3 separate regions of the Mus musculus genome follow, and regions 1 and 3 are each linked to region 2. The links are chromatin contacts, called in public HiChIP or PLAC-seq and promoter capture Hi-C maps. All regions are on one chromosome and are shown on one strand. Each heading gives the region's core, a stretch centred on a gene start, on an enhancer-like site or on the middle of the called end of the contact. The rest is flanking DNA. Distances are from core to core; before and after follow the strand shown.

What was found. Promoter capture Hi-C pulls out the DNA fragments that hold promoters and counts their contacts. HiChIP or PLAC-seq counts read pairs in DNA pulled down with a chosen protein or histone mark.
Region 1: an H3K4me3 HiChIP or PLAC-seq map of embryonic limb bud shows a contact between it and region 2, with 3 times the contacts expected there. The contact joins the enhancer-like site here to the promoter of Bap1 in region 2. A contact is called at or near these places in 7 of 39 promoter capture datasets (the C10 cell line, cranial neural crest, embryonic stem cells and 4 more), 1 of 15 datasets of contacts at CTCF or cohesin (large pre-B cells), 18 of 484 Hi-C or Micro-C datasets (the C10 cell line, the CH12 cell line, ECoMG myeloid progenitors and 14 more), 19 of 115 datasets of contacts at active chromatin or transcription factors (the 230-238 cell line, the NIH/3T3 cell line, acute myeloid leukemia and 12 more) and 5 of 9 other capture datasets (adipose tissue, embryonic stem cells, liver and 2 more).
Region 3: a promoter capture Hi-C map of embryonic stem cells shows a contact between it and region 2, with 2.3 times the contacts expected there. The contact joins the enhancer-like site here to the promoter of Bap1 in region 2. A contact is called at or near these places in 2 of 39 promoter capture datasets (the C10 cell line and embryonic stem cells), 1 of 484 Hi-C or Micro-C datasets (megakaryocyte-erythroid progenitors), 4 of 115 datasets of contacts at active chromatin or transcription factors (bone marrow-derived macrophages, embryonic forebrain, intestinal villus epithelium and 1 more) and 3 of 9 other capture datasets (adipose tissue, liver and pancreatic islet).

Annotation. Positions count from the first base shown.
Region 1 is chr14:31,455,809-31,460,562 of GRCm38.p6, reverse strand. It overlaps Gm35907 (a long non-coding RNA gene), which reads right to left. Exons shown (of 4, transcript XR_383329.4): 2 at 3,416-3,508. It also overlaps the pseudogene Gm49252. Among named protein-coding and RNA genes, the nearest start is that of Sh3bp5, 22 kb to the right of the region's middle. Within about 2 kb of position 2,357, at least 10 of the 459 cell types and tissues checked have an H3K27ac peak or open chromatin away from gene starts, as enhancers often do. A contact at or near this core is called in adipose tissue and embryonic limb bud, where this site is marked.
Region 2 is chr14:31,248,124-31,252,864 of GRCm38.p6, reverse strand. Bap1 (Brca1 associated protein 1) reads right to left here and starts at 1,376. Exons shown (of 17, transcript NM_027088.2): 1 at 1,211-1,376; 2 at 1,086-1,115; 3 at 911-965. The coding sequence starts at 1,247. Phf7 (PHD finger protein 7) reads left to right here and starts at 1,550. Exons shown (of 11, transcript NM_027949.2): 1 at 1,550-2,160; 2 at 3,148-3,257; 3 at 3,818-3,870; 4 at 4,731-4,741. The coding sequence starts at 3,217.
Region 3 is chr14:31,078,608-31,082,733 of GRCm38.p6, reverse strand. It overlaps Pbrm1 (polybromo 1), which reads right to left. Exons shown (of 33, transcript NM_001081251.1): 21 at 1-184. Among named protein-coding and RNA genes, the nearest start is that of Smim4, 48 kb to the left of the region's middle. Within about 2 kb of position 1,388, at least 14 of the 459 cell types and tissues checked have an H3K27ac peak or open chromatin away from gene starts, as enhancers often do. A contact at or near this core is called in embryonic stem cells, where this site is marked.

The DNA.
Region 1 (4,754 bases), core at 1,108-3,607, 210 kb before region 2:
TTTTTCCTTATTTTTTCTGGGTGTTTTGAGACAGTATCTCACTAAGTTATACAGGCTGAACTTAAACTCACTCTGTAGCCTAGGCAAGCTTTGAACTTATGATCCTCTTTCCTCTTCCCTGCAGCAGAGTCCTACACCACCAGGATTAGCTCACACTGAAAGCTGAGTCAGACCACAGATTGAATACAACTGATTGAAAAGTAGTAAGATTTGGTATTGAGAACATACACCCCGGGGTAAGATGGCTTCCTGGATTCCACATACTCTTTAAATGGCTGAATTCCATATAATCTTTAAAACTCAGAAAATTATGACATTATTTGTATTCCTGCTACACAAGTGTGAGCCATGGCTGGCAGTGCTGGCTTCTCTGGGAGCTTGTTGGAAAAGCAGTCTCAGGGCCCAGCCAGACTCGCTACATTAGACTTTCTGAATTATCAAGCCCTCTGGGCTGCACCAATGATTCTTAACCATGGCTGTATGCTGACATGTGGCTAGAGAGAGAGCTCAGTGGTTAAGAATACTGCCTGCTCATCCAGAGGATTCAGGTTCAAATCCCAGCACTCACATTCAGCTAATAGCCATCTGCAGCTCCAGTTCCAGCCTGATGCTCTCACACCAGCATATAGGCAGGCAAAACACCCATAAAAATGAAAGCAAAGCTTAAAAAATTAGAACATGGGTTTCACCTCCAAAGATTCTTATTGTTTATTAAGTGCGTAGCCTAGGATCTGTGATTTAAAATACTTCCTGAATAAGCCAGACTGCGCAATCTCAGCACCCAGGAGACAGACAGGGGGTTAGCTGCAAATTCAAGGCCAGCCTGGAGTCCATAGCGAGTTGCAGTCCAGCCAGTGCTAAACAGTGACATGGTGCTGTCCCAAAGATGATGGAGAATGAGAGAGGGAAAGTAAGCCGTACACAAGGAAGGAAGGCTTTAAGGACTAAAGCACATGTCTGTAATGCCCACACTTGGGAAGCTGAGGCAGGAGGATAAGAAATCAAAGGTTATCTCTAGCTACATGAGGAGGGGGAGGGGGAAGGGCAGGGGAGGGGGGAGGAGAAATCTGACAGTAGCCAGGGAAGGTGGCAAAGGCCTTGAGTCTGCACTTGGGAGGCTGGCACAGAAGGCTCAGGAGTTTGAGATCAGCCTCAGCAACACAGACACTTTGAGGCTAGTCTAGTCTACACAGCAAGACTCTCATCAACATGTTTTTTTTTTTGGGGGGGGGGAAGAGTGGGAGTGGATGCAAAGAATGTATTACTCTTAATTAGAAAAGAAAAATCCTGGGTGTGGCCAGAGCTCGGCAAGGAGCCTGAAAGAGGGTGCATGACATGGGGGTCACCATGGACATGCACCAGGTGTTCCAGGATCCCATTGAGCAGGTGGTCGCTTGCTTCCTCTGAAAGGTGAGTATTTTAAAGGTACCTGATAATCCAGCTAGAAGAAGAGTCATGGCTGAGCCTTCAGAAAAGGAACATGGCTATCCGGAGTCGCTGCCTCACGTGGACACAGTACGCATCCTTGAAGGAAGCGTCTGTCTTCCGGGAAAGCATAGAAAGTCCAGGTTGGACAGAGTTCATTCAAACAGGCAGAATTCCAGTCACAGCGGCTGAATTTCTCAACTGTGTTTTGGAGACTTTTGCTAGAACGTTCTTAAGACAAGGAGCCCAGAAGGGAATTAGAATATTGGAGATGCTGCTAAAGGAACAGTGTGGCTCCCCCTTAGTGGAATAAAAGAAAATCAGGACACTGCCACTGTGTCTACTCTTTCCCAAGACTCATTTCTTAGCCATAACATCATAGACACAATTACTGGTTGCTGGTTTCAAGATAGAGTCAGAGTGGCTTAGAGAAAAGGGAACTTTCCTGCTAGTCACAGACTTGACCCTCACTCCCCTTGGGGCCTGTTCAAGTCATGGGACTCACAGAGCTGGAGGTTTATGGCCTGGTCTCTTTACGATCTCATGAATAAAGGGAAAAACCTATCAAAAAGAAAAGAGAAGAAAAGAAAAATCCACAGACTGTCAGCCCAGTGTGGAACCTTAAAACAACACACTACAGATTAATCTCATGGTTAAAGATACAATCTAGTAGTGATTAAAAAGTAATACAGTAAGACCAAGCACAGTGTGTCCTGGTAATGCACATTGTGTGTGTGTGTGTGTGTGTGTGTGCGCGCGCGCGCGCGCACGCACATGTGCATGTGCATGCGTGCTCTCATGCACATGGGGACTGGTTTAATAACTAGTTCTCTGAGAAAGAAAAACAAGTAGGTTTGACATATGGCATTGGGCAACTTCTGTGGCGTAAACACTCCCATCAGGGCCAGTTTTAAACTCTCAGCATGACCTCAGCCAGTTTGACAGGTCTGGCAGTAGGGTCCCTCAAGCAGGTGGGAGCCAGCTGCAGACATTCCACTGGTCCAGCTTGTCCATAAAGATGCACAATGTTAAATTGATTGCCTCGGGGTGGGGGAACCAGGGCCACCAGTTGCACCATCATTGCACCAACAATCCCCTATGTTTGTGACCAGGTCAGGACCAGCCAGCCACGGTGGGGCCACTTTTCTGCTCACAGTCCTGACAGGACTAGATTCAGATCAGGCCTGCTGCAGACAAGTGACAACCAGGGGGTGTGACCTCTTGGTTTTTCTGCAGGAGAGGGCAGGGGAAATCACTGCTCCCCCCAGTTGGCAGATACTGACTCCAGACAAGCTTGCCCTAGAGGACTGGGAGAGCAAGGAAGGCTTCCACCTAAAGTGTGCAGCGAAGGGTGGGTCTCCTGCATGCTGGCATGCTTAGCCTGCCTTCCTGTGTCCCATGGATCACACACACAGCCTTTCTTTACCCTCCCCCTTCTCTGAGCCAGGCCCTCCTCCTTCGAGCCTCCCATATCTTTCCAGTAAGTTCCTTTTTTTTTAGCTACCCACTCATGAATCCCACCAGTCCTTATGCACGGGAGCGTAACCCCTGGGCACAGGAACCCCAACAAGTCACGTCAACGATAGATGATGACCAGATTCATTCTCTAGGCTTAGAATGGGATTCTGGGAGCATGGACTCAGCAGCTCCTTCCAGGTTTACCCAGTATCTTTATTTTTTAGGGTACTGGGGATTGAACCCAGTTCGCCTTGCATGTGCATTTGTACCAATATGGTACACCCCAGATCCATGCCTGTCAACTCTTTGGGAGGTTTCAAAATACACACAGAATTTCTGGGAACAAACTGTTGTGCAGGCTGCTGCCTGTTGCCTCGTGCTGTCGGGAAAAGAGTGTTTCCTTCCCGTGGGCTCTGTCCTCCCTGCCCCATGGTTCTCCACCTTTGAGGAGCACTGTCTCCCCACACAGGGAAAAGCACAGTGAGAAGGTGGTAGCACACTGTGTGAGCTTGTCCATCCTCCATGTACTCACCTGTATCATAATTCAGCACCTAGTAGGACCATATCTTTCTGGGGACAAGAGCAGTGAAGCATAGACGTGGATGCCAGTAGCCCCATCTTTTACCTGGAGAAGGACAATGAGCAAAACGGTCCTAAACAAATGGAGGAGTGGTTTGGAGAAAGGGAGAAGCCAGGGAAGGGCATTCTGGGAAAATAACCCAGACCGAGGGAGAGCCAGCCATATGAGGAAGAGCAAACTTGTCAGTCAGAGGAAAAGCAGAGACAGAGATCTCCCGGGGAGATGGGCACGAGGCCGGGAGACTAGGTGCCCAATGTGGCTGCAGGGAAGTAAGGTGGAGGCCAGAATATCACACAGAGCTGGTGGGCACTGAGAACTTAGTATGTTTATGATGGACAGTGAACAGGAAGTGGTCAGCAGGAAGGGTCATCAGACAGGAAGTGGTCATCAGGAAGGGCCATCAGCTCTGACGGGGTCTAGTCCATTGTGGCTATAGGAGGGAGAATGGACTATCATGGACTAAGCATGGAGGCAGGAGCCTAGCTGGCAGGTGGGAGGGAGGCTAGAGATAGTGGCAGCACAGAGCCATCTGCTATGCAAGGCTGTGCTTGATCCTCCAGCCAGAAGCTGTCACTGCAACCCAGAAACTGTTTACTCCCCCAAAACCAAACTCTATAGATTTATTCTGAAACCGTAGTAATTATAGGGCAATTTCTCTTCACACCTTCCCTGCTAACCCATGATCACCCCCCCCCCCCGCAATTACCTTCTGTAATCTGTTCAACCCACCTACTCTGACACCACGTTCAAGCCATCTGCCACCCTTTTAAATATTACCAACTCCAATATTATGAATTTTTAACACTGATGTTTTTGAGACAAGATCTCTCTGTAGTCTATGCTGGCTCTGAGTGTGCTATATAGACCAAACTGATCTGGAACGCATCATCCTGCCTCCACCAGCAGGCTGGGATTACTGGCATGTTTCACCACAGCCAGCCCTCCCGACCTGATTTTATATATTACCAGATTAAAGGGATGAGATAGACTTCTGGAACTAAATTTCACATGTAAGTTATTTGATAATTTTATATAATGTAAACACCCTGCATCCTTTACTATTTCAGGAATGTATTCACTTGCCTGTTTATCTGTCTGTCCATCCCTCCATCCCTATGATCTGGTCCATTCTTTGGTGGATAGGAGCTGGAAAGCCTGAGGCAAATGGTACAGACTTTACCCTCCCCTGGGAGGCCCCTCTGCCAGCTTCATCATGGCTGGCTCTTTATTGGGGCCACCCCGTTACTTCTCACAGCTTCCTAGAAGGCTGATGTGATCACTCCTGTTTTTA
Region 2 (4,741 bases), core at 127-2,626:
TGAAATGCTCTTGCACTGAGTCCCTCACTCTTAACCAAACTGTATCCAACATGGCTCTGAGACCTCAAACCCCAGAAGCCTATCACAGGCAGTCAAGTATGAGCCTGAAGCTCTCAAACCCCACTCGGTCTATGAGGTCTAGGCAAGAGAAGAAGGAAATCTGGAACTGCTGGCCCAGGATGGAGCAAGGTAGGGACACAATAAAAGGCACAAAAACGTTGATGAAGAATTAAGTACCAACTCACTGGTGGACCTCGGCCTCCAGTCCTAGTAAAATGAGTATAGTGCGTGAACTCCCAAACCAGTTCCTTCCCTTGGAAGCAGTTAGGTTCTCTATGCCTCTATTCTATAGATTTCCAAAACAAGACTCTGAGTTTAGGTACCTAAAAAAGGCCTTCTCACACTAACCAATCAATACAGGACAACTGTGTTCAGTTTTGTTGACACATGGTCTCACTAAGTAGCGTAGGTTGGACTCAAACTCAGAGATCTGCCTGCCTCTGCCTCCCAAGCATTGGGACTAGAGGAGAGCGCCACTAATGGTCAGGACAAATGTTGTGTGGTGATTAAAGGCACAGCACATGTGGTGATGTAATTAATGGACTGTACACTTACAAAAAAGGTGCAACACTATGCAACGGAGGGTTCCGGCTGCAAAACCAGAAAGGCAGCTCAACTGTACTCCACGAGTGCTTAGGGTTAAAAGGAGGGCTACAGCTTTCTAAGGAGAAACACTGAGGAAAGACTGAGAAGAAAAGAAAAGTCCAAGAGGGCACCCACAAAGAGTGACACTTTCTTATGTGATATTTTATATAGCTCAGGTTTTCTAGTACTGCCTCCCTTGAATGGGGTACTATTCCCCTGCCCTTTCTCGGCCCTCCGGAGGTAAGGGGGCGTCCCAGCCACTCACCCCTGGCATTTACTCTGAAGGTCATAGATCTCCTCCACTTGCACCCCTTTGACACCTACGATCAGGAAAGGAGAGGTCGGCAGGGCAGTCCCAGGCTCTGCTGCGAGAACTCAAGGACCAACCCCCACATCCACACCAGCCAGGGACCGAAGGTCGTGGGTAACGGGGTTCTTACCGAAATCTTCCACCAGGAGGGTGAAGAGGCCTGGGTGGGACGACAAGAAGAGGGATTTGTCATGCAGGTGCGTCCGGGGCCCATCCGGCCTCCCCAGCCCCCGGCCCGCCGAGGCCCCTCCGTACCTGGGTCACTCTCCAGCTCCAGCCAGCCCTTATTCATCTTCCCGCGGAGCGGCCTCTCAGCGCCATGTCCAGGCCCTGCTAAACCCGCGCCGCCCCCAACCGGGAGCGCCCACCGCCCTTAGGGCTTCTCAGCCCCGCACAGACAACGGGCCGCGCCGCGTCACTCGCCCGCGCCGGACGTACAACGTCATCATCACACGACGAGCCTAACCCGGGGGCTGGTCTTCCGCCGGCCGAACGGCGGGGGCGGAGGCGGAGACAGAGGCGGGCATGCACGCGCGCGCGCGTCGAGGCGAGGGCGCGCACGTGCGGAGGGCGGGGCGGGCGCGCGGCCGTTAGCGGTCCTCGTTTTGGCCACAGTCCGCGTGACCCCATCCCCCCTCAGCACGCTCGCCTCCTTCGACGGCGCAGTCACCGCGCGGGGCGGCCGCCCGTGAAGTAGTTACCACGTCTTGTGTCAACGACTAAAGCTCCGGGACAGCGGCGCCCTCGGCGACAGCTGGGTGGGCAGCCTGGGCTGAAAGCGGTGGCCCGTAGCTTCCGTGAGAGCGAGCAGCGGAAGCAGCCTCCAGCCTGGCCTCGCCACAGCCGCCCGGCAAGGGAGCCCTGGCATGCGCGGAATGCTCCTTGAGCCCTCTTCTGACTGTTACCTTTGGGGGACGGTTGTGGCCACACTGACGTATTTTCCAAATAAATCGTTTATTCTTGCGGCGGCGGGACCGAACACGTTAATATATTTTTAATTTACCCAACACTTTTATCCAGTGATACAACTTGGTAAGCGTTTCGAGCGAGCATCCGCCGGGTTAGGAAATCGCGGACTGAGCAGCTTGCATTTGCCACGACCGTCCTCAACTGTTTTGAAGATTCCATCTTATAACTACCAGTGTGCACAGACTACTACTCAAGTAACGTCGTGTCCCAGCGATGCAAAGAACTGAAATCTCAAGGTTTATTTCTATTTTAACACAGTCGGGTTTAGCGCCAACATACTAGGAAGTAAAGTAGATCCCCGTGGGGACACGGAAAGGTTCCAACCCATCTCAGCCCATCCACGTTTAGTAAGAAAACAAACTGATGTTAGCTCTGCAACTGCATCTCCTGTGTTGGGAAAAGCTAGCGTGAAGTTTTGATGGCTTGTAAGCAGTTAGCAGTTAGAAAAGTCTGACATTCATGAAGAGATTCAGAATCGCCAGCCTTGACTTGAGGCTCTGGATACTGAAGTATAGTATATCTCTGGAGGGACCTAATTGACTGAGGTCTTTTAAGAAATGCTGTCCAAACCCGGCAGTGGTGGCGCACGCCTTTAATCCCAGCACTTGGGAGGCAGAGGCAGGCGGATTTCTGAGTTCGAGGCCAGCCTGGTCTTATAGTGAGTTCCAGGACAGTCAGGGCTACACAGAGAAACCCTGTATCGAAAAACAAAACAAAAAAAGAGATTTATTTTATGTATATGAGTACACTATAGCTGTCCTCAGATACACCATAAGAGGGCATCAGATGCCATTACAGGAGCCACCATGTGATTGCTAAGAATTGAACTCAGGACCTCTGGAAGAACAGTCAGTGCTCTTAACCATCTATCCGACCCGGTTCCAATGAGATACTGCAATGAGATAAAATTATAACACCGTAGTTGATGTCAGCTTTTGTAATCATTAAATCTCACCTAGGATCACTGATTCTGACCTTGGCCATGACGTTTATCTCTCTAACTCAGTCTCCTCAACTTGAAAATAAGGGTTATTAGTGTGCCTATTGTTAAGTGCCTAAACGGTTCTTGGAACCATTTAATCACTATTGGCCATCACTAGCATTAATATTGTCTATAACCCCTTTATCAAATGAGTTGAGAAGTATACTGTTGCTTTGATCTTGTAGAACTTGATAACCAAATGTAAAATTAAATTGCTAACCTATTTCGTTTATGTTTGTAGCTGGAAAAGCCTGCATTATCTTCATAATAGCACAGAAGAATTCTAGATAGGAAGGACAGACGGAAACGAATGAAGACTTTAAAAGAAAAAAACAAACATCCAAGATTGAGGTAGAGTAGGTGACCTGAAGGAGTTGGGGAAATTCCTTTGATACACGCTGCATTTTCTGCTTCCTTTAACATACTCTTGGGCTAGGGTTAGAGAGTGACAAAGCGTATATCAGAGCCCTTCCCCCACCCCCAAGAAGCCCTCCTCTCTTCCCAGTGCTGTCCCCAGTGGCTCAGTGGCAGCTGTGGAACTTTACTATTTAAATCTCAGTGGTGCCTGAGCTAGTACTCCTCTGAGCAGGGTTAATCTCAGAGGTGGCAGGCGGAATTCTGAGTGCCGGCTATATAGCCAGCCTAGTCTATAGAGGGAGTTCCAGGACAGCCAGGGTAGTTACACAGAGAAACCTTGTCTCAAAAGCCCAAACAAAAAAGAAATAGTACTCCCTTTTTAGAATGTTGTGTTGAACTAAACTCATGATAGTTGCCAACAGTAGTGCCTGTCACTGGAAAACAGTGCACTTCAGGGACATTTTAGTGTACTTGGGAAGCTGGCAAAAGAAAATAAAAGTAGAAGGCTTGTCAGCAGGGTCCTCAACACTTTTGCTGTTCTTTCTCTTCTATAGAAAAACTATCAGGACTAAGAAGGTAACACAGAGGAAGCTGTCTTCAAGTCCTGGTAAGAGAGTGGAGGTGGAGTTGAGTTCCTGCTTCCAGCCATTAACAAAGAAGGCCCTTCCCATGGTGCTCTTTCGTTGCCAACCCTACTTCTTTCCCAGATTCTCTAAGGTCCCAAAGAATTTGGTGTCTGAAGTTTTAGCATGTCGTATCTGAGGTTCAAGAAAGAATTTAGTTAAAGCCAGTTGAGAACAAAACAGTGTGAAGTACTTAGTCACACCCTACTCTGTCAGTGCGACCAAAATTACCTCAAGGCCTGATACCCACTAGGAGTTAACCTTTATTCTTGTCAATAAAGATGCTTCCTGACTACAGGGTTTTAATTTTTGTTTTGTTTTCACATTGTGATGCATTCAATAGAAACCCATACTTCAAATTTTGGACTTCGATCTTTTCCCAAGTTAATGATACTCTCTTGCAGTTCTGGGTGGTGGCACAGCTCCTTGTCAGCCGTACAAACACGATAGGAAACAACTATTTGCAATGTGCTGTGCTGCTGAGCTTTGGTGTTTGATAGGCTACGTGTAGTGAATGCGCTTCCAACTTAGGATATTTGTTTACTTATGAACATTTTATTTAGATAAAAACCCCTTTGTAAGTAAAAGAGCCTCTAGACTCCTTGCTATCTTAGGTTGTTTTTGATGTTTTGCCTGTGTATATGTTTGTGTGAGAGTGTTAGAGTCCCTGGAACTGAAATTGCAGATAGTTGTCAGCTACCATGTGGGTGCTGGGAATTGAATGTGGTCCTCTGGATCAGCAGTCAGTGCTCTTAACCACTGAGCCATCTCTCCAGCCCCCCACTTTTTAGTTCTTAGTGGTCAACTTAAGTCACTCCTTTATTCTTAATGTTCACTCTTTCAGTTTGCCTTCTA
Region 3 (4,126 bases), core at 139-2,638, 170 kb after region 2:
GCTGAATCCTCCCACAGTCTCTCAATACACACTATATGTGGTTGTAGATTGGCCTCCGCAGGTTCAACATAGACATAATCTCCGACATGATACATGCTGTTCTTAAAGCTGCAGTCCTGGCTGTATGTACGATGTAAGCCTGAGAGGCCTGTAGTACCTGAGGAATCTTCACTTTTTTCAGCTTCTTGGGTTAAAAATAAGTAAATAAAAGACACTCAGTAAAAGATTGTGGTTGTCAGAAAAACATTCAAACAACACATCAAATTAATACATTTAATCCAGTCTCTTCCCTCCTTCCCCCTCTCCCCTTTTTGAGACAGGGTCTCTCTACATAGCCCAAGCTAGCCTCAAATTTGGGGTCCTCTTGCACTAGCTGCTGGGACTGTGGGGATAAAGCACCACAGTGGCATTCAAAGAGAGGAATCAGGAAAAATAGCACCATCAGCATATTCTCAACAGTCTGTACCTCAAGCTGTAGCTGGAATTTTGAGGTGGGGGAGGATCTCACTAAACTGTCCTGTTCTTGAATTCACAGGCTCAAGTGTTCTAGTCCTGCCTCAGCTTCCCATGTAGCTGGGATTATATGTGTTCACCAATATAGCTAGCCTCAATATGGCCTTTCTGAATGAAAACAAACTGACATTAATTTAAGCAACCATTCTACAGAACAAAACTAACCACCTTAATAATGTACACTTACTAATTTTCAAGAATTCAGCATAAATCACATAACCCTATAAAAAATGTGATATACCTCTTTCCCATACAGATGTTTCTAAATTATTTCTTCTAAATTATTAACTGACTATATTAAATTTAGTGATTTTAGAAATAAATGTGTATGGCCTATAATGGTAAGCCAAGTGTTTATAAAATACCATAAACATTTTCTCTTGAGATGAAATATTTATAAGCAATATTCTCATTTTGTTATGTAAGATCTTCCTGCCCTTCCCTCCTTTGTGAACCTGGGAGTGAAACCAGTGTCTTATGTACACTAGTTATGCATTGTAGGCAAGTACTTTACCAATGTGTGCTACATATCCCAGCCGTTATTTTTGTCAAAAAATCATCTTTTAATGGTCCTAATACATTTGCTATCTGCAAATACTTCAGACTATATTACTTTTCTGAAAGTAAAACACACTTGATATTACTATATACAGATGATAGTCAAATAAAACACTCTCTGAAGATAGCAAGTCTCAGGTGAGTGGGTCTGTGCCAGCTTAACTGAACTCCCTAGACTTGTTCCCCAAGACCAGTTCTGCCACAGCTCCCTCTCAACTAACCACCTGCCCCTTAGTTACACCCCTGCCCCTAATTCTGACAGTCTCCAGCTGCTCAGGTGCAGCCCACACCACTCAGATGAACAGAGACCCCCTGCTGCACCAAAGGCCTGGCAAGTAGCCAGAAGTCAATCCTCCAACCAGAGACTTCCTAGTGAGTCAGAGGTCAAGCAGGTCACCAGAAATTGAGACCACAAAGCTCAGAGGACCAAAGAAAAAACAGAAACCAAGGAAGAAAACACTTCTTCAACAAATGCAGCTAAAGCCCAAGAAAATGACCTTAAAACCAATTTTAGGGGCTGGAGAGATGGCTCAGCAGAAGAGCACTGACCGCTCTCCCAGAGGTCCTGAGTTCAATTTCCAGCAACATGGTGGCTCACAACCATCTGTAATGAGATCTGAAGCCTTTCTCTGGTGTGTCTGAAGATACAGTGTACTCACATACATAAGTAAATCTTTTAAAAAACTGGATTGCCGCCTGGAACTGTACATTGAAATAAAGCCTTCTTCCCCCTGTGTTGCTTCTGGTCAGGGTGATTTAAAAAAAAACAAAACAAACTGGGCAGTGGTGGCGCACACCTTTAATCCCAGCACTTGGGAGGCAGAGACAGGCAGATTTCTGAGTTCGAGGCCAGCCTGGTCTACAGAGTGAGTTCCAGGAAAGCAAGGGCTACACAGAGAAACCCTGTCTTGAAAAATCAACAAAACAAAACAAAACCAACTTTAGGAAGATGACAGAAAAGAAATCGAAGAAAAGAATGCCGAGACAAAACAAACAGGTAAAGGAAACTCTTCATGACCTTAAAATTGAACTTAGAAGCAATAAAGAAAACACCAACTAAGGGAATTCCGGAAATGGAAAATCTAAGTAAGCAAACAGAAACTACAAATGAAAGATCACCAATAGAATATAAGAGATAGAAAACAGAAGATATAATAGAAGATATTCGTCGGTATAAGTCATCTAAAAAGATCCTGACAGAAAATATGCAGAAAATCTAGGACACCATGAAAAGACCAAACCTAAAAATAATCGGAATAGAAGGAAAAGACTTTCAGTTCAAAGGCCCAGAAAATATTCTCACCAAAATCGAAGAAAATTTCCCTAAAGAAAGAGATGCCCATAAACAGATAAGAAGCTTACAGAACACCAAATAAGTTGGACCAGAAAACAGAAGTCTCCTTTGCCCCCTCCACTACATAATAATCAAAACACTAAATATACAGAAGAAAGAATATTAAAAGCTGCAAGGGGAAAAAGCCAAGTAACATGTAAAAGCAGACCTATTAAAGTTACTCATGACTTCTGCACATAAATTCTAAAAGCCAGAAGGACTAGGACAGATGTTTTGCAGACTCTAAAAGAACAGATGCCAACCCAGACTAATATACCCAGGAAAAGTTTCAATCACCAAAGATGGAGAAAACAAGCTATTTCATGACAAAACTAAATTTAAACATTTTCCACTTATTCATCTATAAATCCAGCCCTACAGAAGATACTACAAGGAAAACTCCAACCCAAGGAAGTTAACTACACACAAGAAAACATGGGAAATAAATAATTTCACACCAGCAAGACCAGAAGAGAGAAACACACACACACATACACCACCACCACCACCACCATCACCATCATCAAAATAGCAGGAATTATCAATCACGTGTCATTAAAATCTTTCAACATCAATGGACCCAAATCCCCAATAAAGACACAGGCTAACAGAATGGATATAAAAACAGGATCCATCCTTCTGCTGTAGAATCCAAAAGAAATTCAAGACCACTTAGTCCTTTCCCCCCAACCCCCAAGGGACTTTCCAAACTACACAGTTTTAGTGGTCAAAATGACCAGACTAAGCCTGCAGCTGCCAAAACAAGATTAGCAGTTCCCAGAAAAATTCTCCTCCCCTGCCCCACACTGAATTCTGAGAAAAACCACAAACTGCCCTGACCTTGTCGCTAGAATTCCCTGTGATGTTAATAGCTGACCCATAAGTTCAAAATGTACTGCTGCTTTGCTGACCAACCATAATAACCCACCATAAGGGCAGGCAGAGTGAGGGACTAGGCCAAAGGTAGTCACGCTATATAAACCAACCAATGCCTGAAAAGGTTACTTGCTACAATGAAAATAAGCCAGCTAGCCCTGTTGCCTAAATCTGCCCCTTACAAGGTATAAAAAGTGTGTTCTTTCTTTGTTTGGGGTCTCTCCTCTTGCCTGCGTGCTGAGGGGTTCCCCAACGTGTTGGATCAATAAAAATCCTCTTGCGGTTTGCAGCGATAGCAGTCTCTATGGTCTTTGTGAGTGAGGGTCTTTGTGTGAGAGTCATTTGGTAGACTTCAAAATTTGGTTATGAAGATCCTCCTTGGGAGGACCCAGACACTGTGCATTGGTGTCTAGCCTAGCTGTCATCAGAGAGGCTTCACCCAGCAACTGATTGAAACAGATGTAGAGACACACAGCTAAACATTTGGCAGAGCTTGGGGAATCCTGTGGAAGATGGGGGGGAAGGATTGTTGGAGCCAGTAGACAGAGGAATCAAGGACACCACAAGAAACCCCCACAGAATCAACTATTCTGAGCCCATAGGGGATCACAGAAGTTGAACTGCCAACCAGGGAGCCTGCATGGGACTGACCCAGGCTCTCCACCCACATGTTAGAGTTGTATAGCATGGTTTTCTTGTGGGACTCCTAACCATGGGAGCAGGGGCTGTCTTGGACTCTGTTGCCTGCCTTTGGGACCCTTGTCTTAATAGAAGAGGAGACCTTACTACAACTTGATATGCAATGGCTGGTTGATATCCATGGGAAGCCTTCCCTATGCTGAAGAG